Linked DNA regions of Mus musculus: region 2 is linked to region 1. A link is a contact called in public Hi-C data. All regions are on one chromosome and are shown on one strand. The core of a region is the stretch at or near the end of the contact, and the rest is flanking DNA. Distances in the headings are between cores, read along the strand shown. Region 1 holds the start of Rdh13 (retinol dehydrogenase 13 (all-trans and 9-cis)). Region 2 holds the start of Lig1 (ligase I, DNA, ATP-dependent).

Region 1 (3,862 bases), core at 643-3,142:
CCCCAACTCGCTTTTGGTCATGGTGTTTTATCATAGCAATAGTAACCCTAACTAGGACACCTCCTCACATTTGTGGTAGATGAAGGCTCTCAGACATTTGAAAAACACTCTTTTTAAATGAAAAGTTATTTATTTATCTTATGTGTGAATGTTGTACCTGCTTGAGTTGTCTCTGAGCCATTTTTGTGCAGTGCCTGGGAAGGCCAGAAGAGGGCGTCTGAATCCCTGAAACTGGAGTTAGACATGGTTGTTGGGTGCTGGGGTCCTCTGCAGCAGCAGCAAGTGCCACTGACCTACCTTTCCAGTCCCAGGAGAATCAGCCTTTACTGTTACTGTCAGGGAAACTGTGTGGTAAGGATTGAATTCAGTAGCTGTGCTTGGAACACAAGAGGTGTTAAGTAAGTTGCAAGAAGTTGTGAGTGAGCACTCACAAGTGCACACTAAGGCCAGTTGTTCTTTTTTTCTTTTGGAATGACCAATCATTTCCTAAGTATAACTTCTTACAAAGGGAATGTCTGGGTCAATAGTATACACGGATCATCCTGTGACAGGTGTCTGACTAGACTTTCAGGAACACCAGATAATTGACTCCCACCAACAGGGAGTTTCCCCTGATCCTTGCCAACACTGAATATTTATTATAATGTTGCCAATCTGATAATTGAAAAATATTTATCTCCTTGTCACCTTCATGAAGACAAACAGGTGTCAAGTGTGCTGACATTTTCTAGTGACAGGATGTATTTGTCCACTGTCTATAGCCTTTTTCCTAACTTCCTTTCTTTTCCTTCCTTCCTTCCTTCCTTCCTTCCTTCCTTCCTTCCTTCCTTCCTTCCTTCCTTCTGTCCGTTCGTCTGTTTGTCTGTCTGTCTTCCTTTCCTCCTCTCCTGCTTCTAGACACTAACACTTTAGTATGTTTTAAATATATTATTCTTTCCTTTTGGTGTATAAGTGTGTGGACACATACATGCCGTGGTGGAAGGTCAGAGGACAACTTTTGGGAGTTGATTTTATCTTTCCACCATGTTCTAGGAATCAAACACAAGTTGCAAAGCTTGTATGACAAGTGTCTCTACCCCATGCACCATCTCACTGTTGTTTTAAAGCCAGTATCCTTCTTTTCCTTCAAATCCAATGGTCCAGGTCTCAGTTTCCTCCCTCAGATCCAAAGCCCACACCCCAGACTTCCACTCTTAAACACAAGAGTCCAAATCCTACCCTTCTCCCTCAGACTCAGGAATCTATACTTCACCCTCCTCCCTCAGACCCAGGGGTCCAGGTCCCAGCCTTCTTCCCTCCTTCACAAGGCCTACACAGAAAGTGCTACCATTAACTATTATTTAGAGGAGAAAAACCATGGTTCATTCTACAGGGTCTCGATGTCTGGAAATGGAAATGCTTGGTACCAAACTATCTATCTATCTACTTTATTTATTTTCTTCCTCCCAGATAGTATTCTTCTGCATGGATCTGGCTTCCTAGAACTCCCTCTGTAGAACAGGCTGGCCACAAACTTATGGGTTTGCCTGCTCCTGTCTCCGTAATGCTGGGATTAAACGCGAGCACCACTACCACCCAGCTACTATTTTTTTTATTTCTTCCTTCTTTCCTTCCTTCTTTCCTTCCTTCCTTCCTTCCTTCCTTCCTTCCTTCCTTCCTTCCTCCCTCCCTCCCTCCCTCCCTCCCTCCCTCCCCCCCTCTTTCTCTCTCTCTCTCTCTCTCTCTCTCTTTTTCTTCCCGAACTTCAGGACGCCCTTGGATTGGTTGAGTGTGATGACATTTGATCTGGTAGCTGACACGCCTGTCAACCTCGGCCGCATTCCATCTCCAGAAACTACGTTTCCCAGCATTAAGTGCGCCATGGGCCTACTTCCTAAAGCCCCGCCTCCACATCTGGTCACTCCCCATAGCCGGGTTCTGGTGGCTGTGTGATTCCACGTTCACGCTACTCGAGCGCACGTGGGTTCCTGGGCAGCGCGTTCGTCCGCGGAGTGGCCTGGAGTGCAGACCCACGGACACCCTTTTCCCCAGCCTGGGATGAGCCGCTTTCTGCTGCCGGTGTCCGTAGTGGGCACGGTGATCGGCGGCACCGTGCTGCTCAAGTGAGTCTGCGCGTCTTCTCTGCGCGCTTGGTGGTAGGTTTGCGACAGGGGAATGCCAAACAAGGCCAGAGAAGTATCCCTTGTCCTAAGTCCTCGGACGAATTCTTCCCGCTCACTAGTATGGCTTTTCCGGGAGAGGAGGGCGGGTCACCTCTTCAAGGTCACCTAGGGAGAAGGGGTGGAGCATGGATCTTGTGCTCATTTTATCTCTGGACCACTCCTTCTCTACCCTTTCCTCTTTGCCCAGCCTGTTTGCCTCCCCTTCCTTCCTTTCTTCCCTTTCCTCTCCTCCCCCGTCCTTCTTTCCTTCCTTGCGTTTTTCAGACTGGGTCTCACCATGAAGCCTTGGCTGGCCTGGAACTCGTTATATTGACCAGGCTGATTTTGAATTCACGAGAGATCTGCCTCTGCCTCCTGAGTGCTGGGACCAAGGACATGCGTGTCTGTCACCGCTAACAGCTTACATGAGGTGTTTCCCTCCCCGCCCCCCCCCCCCCCGCATGTATGCATATGCTATGCTTTCGGAGGTTAAAAGAAGATGTTAGATCCCGTGGAACTGGAGTTATTGTGAGTCACCGTGTGGGGTGCTGGGAGCTGATCCTGGGTCCTCTGTAAGAGCAGCAGTGCTCTTACTGCTGAGACATCTCTCCAGCTTCTTGATGTATACACACCCGCTTCCCAATCATTGTTCTCCAACTTCCATGGACCCCTTCTGACACATGCTCCTTCCAACGTCATGCATTCTGTCTGTCTGTCTGTCTATCCATCCATCCATCTATAGACAAGGCAGCATGTAGCCTAGGCTGGCCTTGAGCTTGCTCTGTAGTCGAGGATGATGACCTTAAATTCCTGGTATTCCTGCCATTGCCTCCTGAGTACTGGGCTTGCAAGTGTGTACCACCACTTCTGGCTATTGTCTTTTGTTTTTATAAAAGTATGAATAAATGATTGTTACCTCTTGGAGATGTTCCAACGTATAATCCTTTTCTGAGGCCATGACGAGGACTCCCGTGTGTTTGGGTGCTTTGGTGATGGATGTGAGCTTACGAGTGCTTTGCCCCAGCTCATAAATCTTGAGGCAGGCACGAGGCAGACAGAACTCACTGTGCTGTTTCTCACCTTCAGGGACTATGTCGCTGGTGGGGCTTGTCCCAGCAAGGCCACCATACCTGGGAAGACTGTTATCGTGACAGGAGCCAACACAGGCATCGGGAAACAAACTGCTTTGGAGCTGGCTAAAAGAGGTAAGAGCAGCCCCTGCTCTGGGGTTTGAAGAGTTATGTGCACACTGTTGTGTGCACAATGTTGTGTATGGCAGCCTTGTTTATAATACCTCGAAGGCAGAAGCATTCCAGGTGTCAATTTGCAGACAAATAAACAGAATACGGCTCATCCATACAGTGGAATATTACTATGCTTTCAAAAGGAAAGGAATTCAGACATGCTTCTGTGTGATGATTCTACAGGATGTTGTGCTAAGTGAATAAAGGCAGACACCACACACACACACACACACACACACACACCCCAACAGCTACATAATTCACATTCTCAAAACTATCCAAAACCAAACCTGTTTTTATTATGTAGTGTGTGTATGTTGGGCTGGAGTGGGTCTGAGTTTGCCATCTGTGTAGACAACCATGGAAGCTGGTTTTCTCCTTCTGCTCTGTAGGTCCTGACATTGAACCCTGGTCCTCAGACTTAGCAGTAAGTGCTGTGGCCTGTTGAGCCAATTGCCAGCCTCAGTATTTGCATAT
Region 2 (3,712 bases), core at 1,050-3,549, 8.8 Mb before region 1:
ACATCAAAGGAAACACAGCTGACCATAGAGAGATAGACCAGGCAACATTTTGGTAGATGGATCTAACCAAGCCTACAACTATGGAAACCAAGTGCCTTCCTCTTTCACATTCTTAAACATGAAACATCGCATTAGTACACAGGCTATGAACTAGCACTGAGGCTGTCCAGCGCACTGAGGGAGGTTTAGTGCATGTCTAACTTCTGTCCGCTAGATATCAAAAGCAGATTACAGAACCCCTAAACTGTCAGAACCAAAAATGTCTCCAATCATTGCCACGTTTCCAGGGGGCAAAACTGATGACTGAAAACTACTACATTAGGGATCCACAGCCTGCAATTAATTAACTAATTAATTAATTTTTCCCATTTTCTAGACTACTCAACACTAGGAAATTTCAACTTCAGGTCTCCCTCAAGGTCTTCTCAGAAAAGGCAGCTATGAAGCAGAAAACCCAGGGTTTTAGAGAATGAATTATGTGGACACTCCCTCTTGCAAGGAAGAGGGATGGCAAGAATCAGGAAGCTCAAAACACTGAAGAGGCTCAGAAAGTTGTAAGACTCACTAGCCCCTCCCCAAGGTTTACATAAGTAGTTCAGCAATTGCTGAGGGTGAGGGGTCTCTTCAGTGGAATTGCCTGCAGGTTGAGCAGATAGCTCCAGGGATGCAACTTTCAGAAGTCATCACCCATGCTGAAGTGAGCTTAGGAGTGATGTAGTTGCCTCTGATGCATCAGCTTTCCTATAGGTAACACCATATAACTCAATTGTTTTACTAAGCTAAATTTTGGTGGAATCATTTCTTTGGCTTGTCATCAATGCCCTTATCTGGGGTGAATGTTAGCTCTCATTTTCCCAGGAAACATCACAACACAAAGTGCCTTGAGCATGGCAGGGGCCTTACATAATACTTCTCTGCATGTTGGCAGCAGAAGTCTCTCCTTTCCTCTCTTGCTCTTTTTTTCTCATCAGTTGTACCTGAAAAAGAAATCCAAAGACCAGCTAAGGATATTGGCTGTGCCAGAGACTAAGACTTGGGGGAAAGGGGAACACAACTCTTAAGGAAATAAAAGAACAAGTGTATTCAGGGACTGCCGAGACGGCTCAGTGGGTAAGAGTGCCTGCTGTTAAAAAGAGAGAGAGAACATGAGTTTGAATCTCCAGCACCCATGTTATAATAATAATAATAATAATAATGTCAGGCAGGCATGGTTGTACATGCCTGTAAACCCAGCATTATGGGATAGATACAGGTGGATCTATCTTAATGGTGACTGCTCTCCATAGAATGAGAAAATTTTACTGACATTTATTTTTTTTCACATTTTTATTCTTTGAGAGTTAAGTTTCGTTATCTGCCCCCTTCCCCTTTATATTACTGAAGATAGAACCCAGGCAGGGTCTGTTGCTGCTAGGAAAACACTGTACCACTAAGCTATATCTGAAGCCTTCCTTGGCTGCCAAATGCCAAAGGCCAGCTTCCCTTTCCAAATGTCCATCCTCACCCTGACAACTTCCCTCTGTCCTCCCTGTTCAAGTTTCTCTGCCTCTTCAACTCCATATACACTAAGCAACAAGACCTGACCCTCCCCTAAGTGTCTGCAGATCTCCAGTCTTATCCCATCCGTGCCCCTTCTGGCAGCCAAGCTCACCTTTTCCCTGGCTCCTGACACTCATCGCGCCAAGCTTCTCTAGTCTTCAAATCGGACCACTATCTGACCAATGACGTCACCTTGCTTTCATTACAAGCGTCCCATAACACCAAGCATCCCACACCGATTGATAGCAGGCGTCCAGGGTGAAACACCACACTCAAGCCTTCCTTTCCGGCCCCAGGCCGCCCCTCTTCTCTTGGCGCCACTAATTCTGATGGCCACGCCCACCGCCAGGCTTTCTCCCTAGTCACGCCCTTCCAAGCCGCCACCAGTCCTCCGCAGACACCAAAACTCCTGCGGCCTTGGTCAACCAGTCAATCAGTCAGCCAGTCAGCCAGTGGCTCTCCCTGTACACGGCTCCTTGCTGCCCTCTCTCCTGCGCCCTCGGTCGCCGCGACGTCCCCATTCCCGTTCCGCTGGCCGCACCCGGAACCTGCAAAGCTCACTGGCGACAAGCGCTCGGCACTCTCGCCGACCCCAGCCCCAAGCCCGTGCCCACGTCCCCACTTGCCTCTCCAAATCACTTTGCCGGACGCCGCCACACTCGCTCACTCGCTCGCTCGCTCGCTCAGAGACGCAAACCCGAAATCCCCAAATTCGCGCCACACAGATTTCGCGCGCACTTTGGCGGGAGGGGGCGGAGACGAGCAAGGGCGGGGGCCTGCGAGTAGCGCGTGCCGCAACTATCGCCCGGAGGCTGCTGGGAGTTGTAGTCTCTAGAGCGTGAGGCAGCCTAGAAATGGGACAGAGTGGGGAGAGGGAGGGGCGCTGTCCCGCACAGCATGCTGGGAAGCGGCCCCAAGCCTGTCCTCCCTGTGGATGAGCCGGTGAGCCTGCGAGGTCGTAAGGGTGACAGTCGGGGAGAAGAGAAGGGTTGGTGGAAAGCCACCTTGCCAGGCACTAGGGGAAGAAAGGCGGGATACCGCGCGGGGCATCCCGGGAGCAAGGGCCGGGCTGGGCTTGGGCGCGAGGCATTGTGGGAGGTGGACGCCGCTTTGGGTTGGGTAGGTGAGTTGAGGGGGAGGGGGCCGGAAGGGTGCACAGCTTTAGGAGTGGAGAAGCACCGCTATGTGGGATGGTCAGGCCGGGAGGAGCAGCGGAGAGACAGGTTGAGAGAGTCTCGAGAGGTGGGAACTGGATAAAAGGGGCTGTGCAAGGGACAAGAGGCTCAGCGGGACGTGGGGGCCCGGGGGAGCATTAGTAGTGAAGAAGCCCATCTGAGGACAAGGCGCCGTGTCCAAAACGAAGATACACATTGAGAATAGTAGCAATTTCTGGGAAGAGGGGACTGCAACTTGGCCCAGGAGGAGAATAAGTCTTAGGAGTATGGACCAAAGATGACTATTGGTGACACTTCTGAGTTGAATTTGCCACAAGTGGGCCACACCCCTGTAGGCGAATGATCCCTGACTGGACATGGGCAGCACATCTGGAGATAAGAGCATCTCTGGGAAGCAAAAAACACAGATCAAAGTAGCAGTTCAAGGCAGTCATATCTGAGGGGCAACAGCTGCACATTTGATACACCTAGGGAGAAGAAAGGTGTATGAGGATTATGACTGGGATGAGAGATTCATGCCTTAGCTATGAGAGTAGATATGAGTTACACTCAAATGTAGACTTGTGGGAAAGGGAGCTACAGATGAATGGGACTACTAGATATTATCACCAGGCATAGGACTCACATCTGGAAGAAGGAGAAATCTTAGCAAGAAGCTGGGAATACATTTGCAAAGATGCTCACAGCTGAGCTAAAGGCAAGATATGTAGAACTGATTCCATTTGTACCTAGAGGTCACATCTAAGGCAACTGGAACTAGGATTGAAATTGATTAAATGCCAACTGAATCTGGGAAGGCAACAGGTGAACCACAAAAATGGGATGGAGATTCCTATCTGGAAAGCAAACAATGAAACCACTTTGATTTGTCTGAGACGTACCTGAGGCAGCAGTAGCTGATAAGACAGTCTGATGATGAAATTGTGGTAACCCAGGTGGAGATGGGTCTGATGTCCAGCTCTTCTCCCCACTTCTACTCAAGGTCCCAGGATGGAGCT

Evidence for each region. A called contact is a pair of places that touch in the nucleus more often than the background predicts.
Region 2: a contact with region 1 is called in a Hi-C map of rod photoreceptor, with 4 times the contacts expected there. The contact joins the promoter of Lig1 here to the promoter of Rdh13 in region 1. A contact is called at or near these places in 1 of 39 promoter capture datasets (cranial neural crest) and 1 of 484 Hi-C or Micro-C datasets (rod photoreceptor).

What each region holds. Positions count from the first base shown.
Region 1 is chr7:4,443,687-4,447,548 of GRCm38.p6, reverse strand. Rdh13 (retinol dehydrogenase 13 (all-trans and 9-cis)) reads left to right here and starts at 1,892. Exons shown (of 7, transcript NM_175372.4): 1 at 1,892-2,102; 2 at 3,228-3,346. The coding sequence starts at 2,038.
Region 2 is chr7:13,277,413-13,281,124 of GRCm38.p6, reverse strand. Lig1 (ligase I, DNA, ATP-dependent) reads right to left here and starts at 2,299. Exons shown (of 29, transcript NM_010715.3): 1 at 2,166-2,299; 2 at 904-977. The coding sequence starts at 920. It overlaps Zswim9 (zinc finger SWIM-type containing 9), which reads left to right and starts at 2,404. Exons shown (of 5, transcript NM_177312.4): 1 at 2,404-2,481; 2 at 3,697-3,712. The coding sequence starts at 3,705.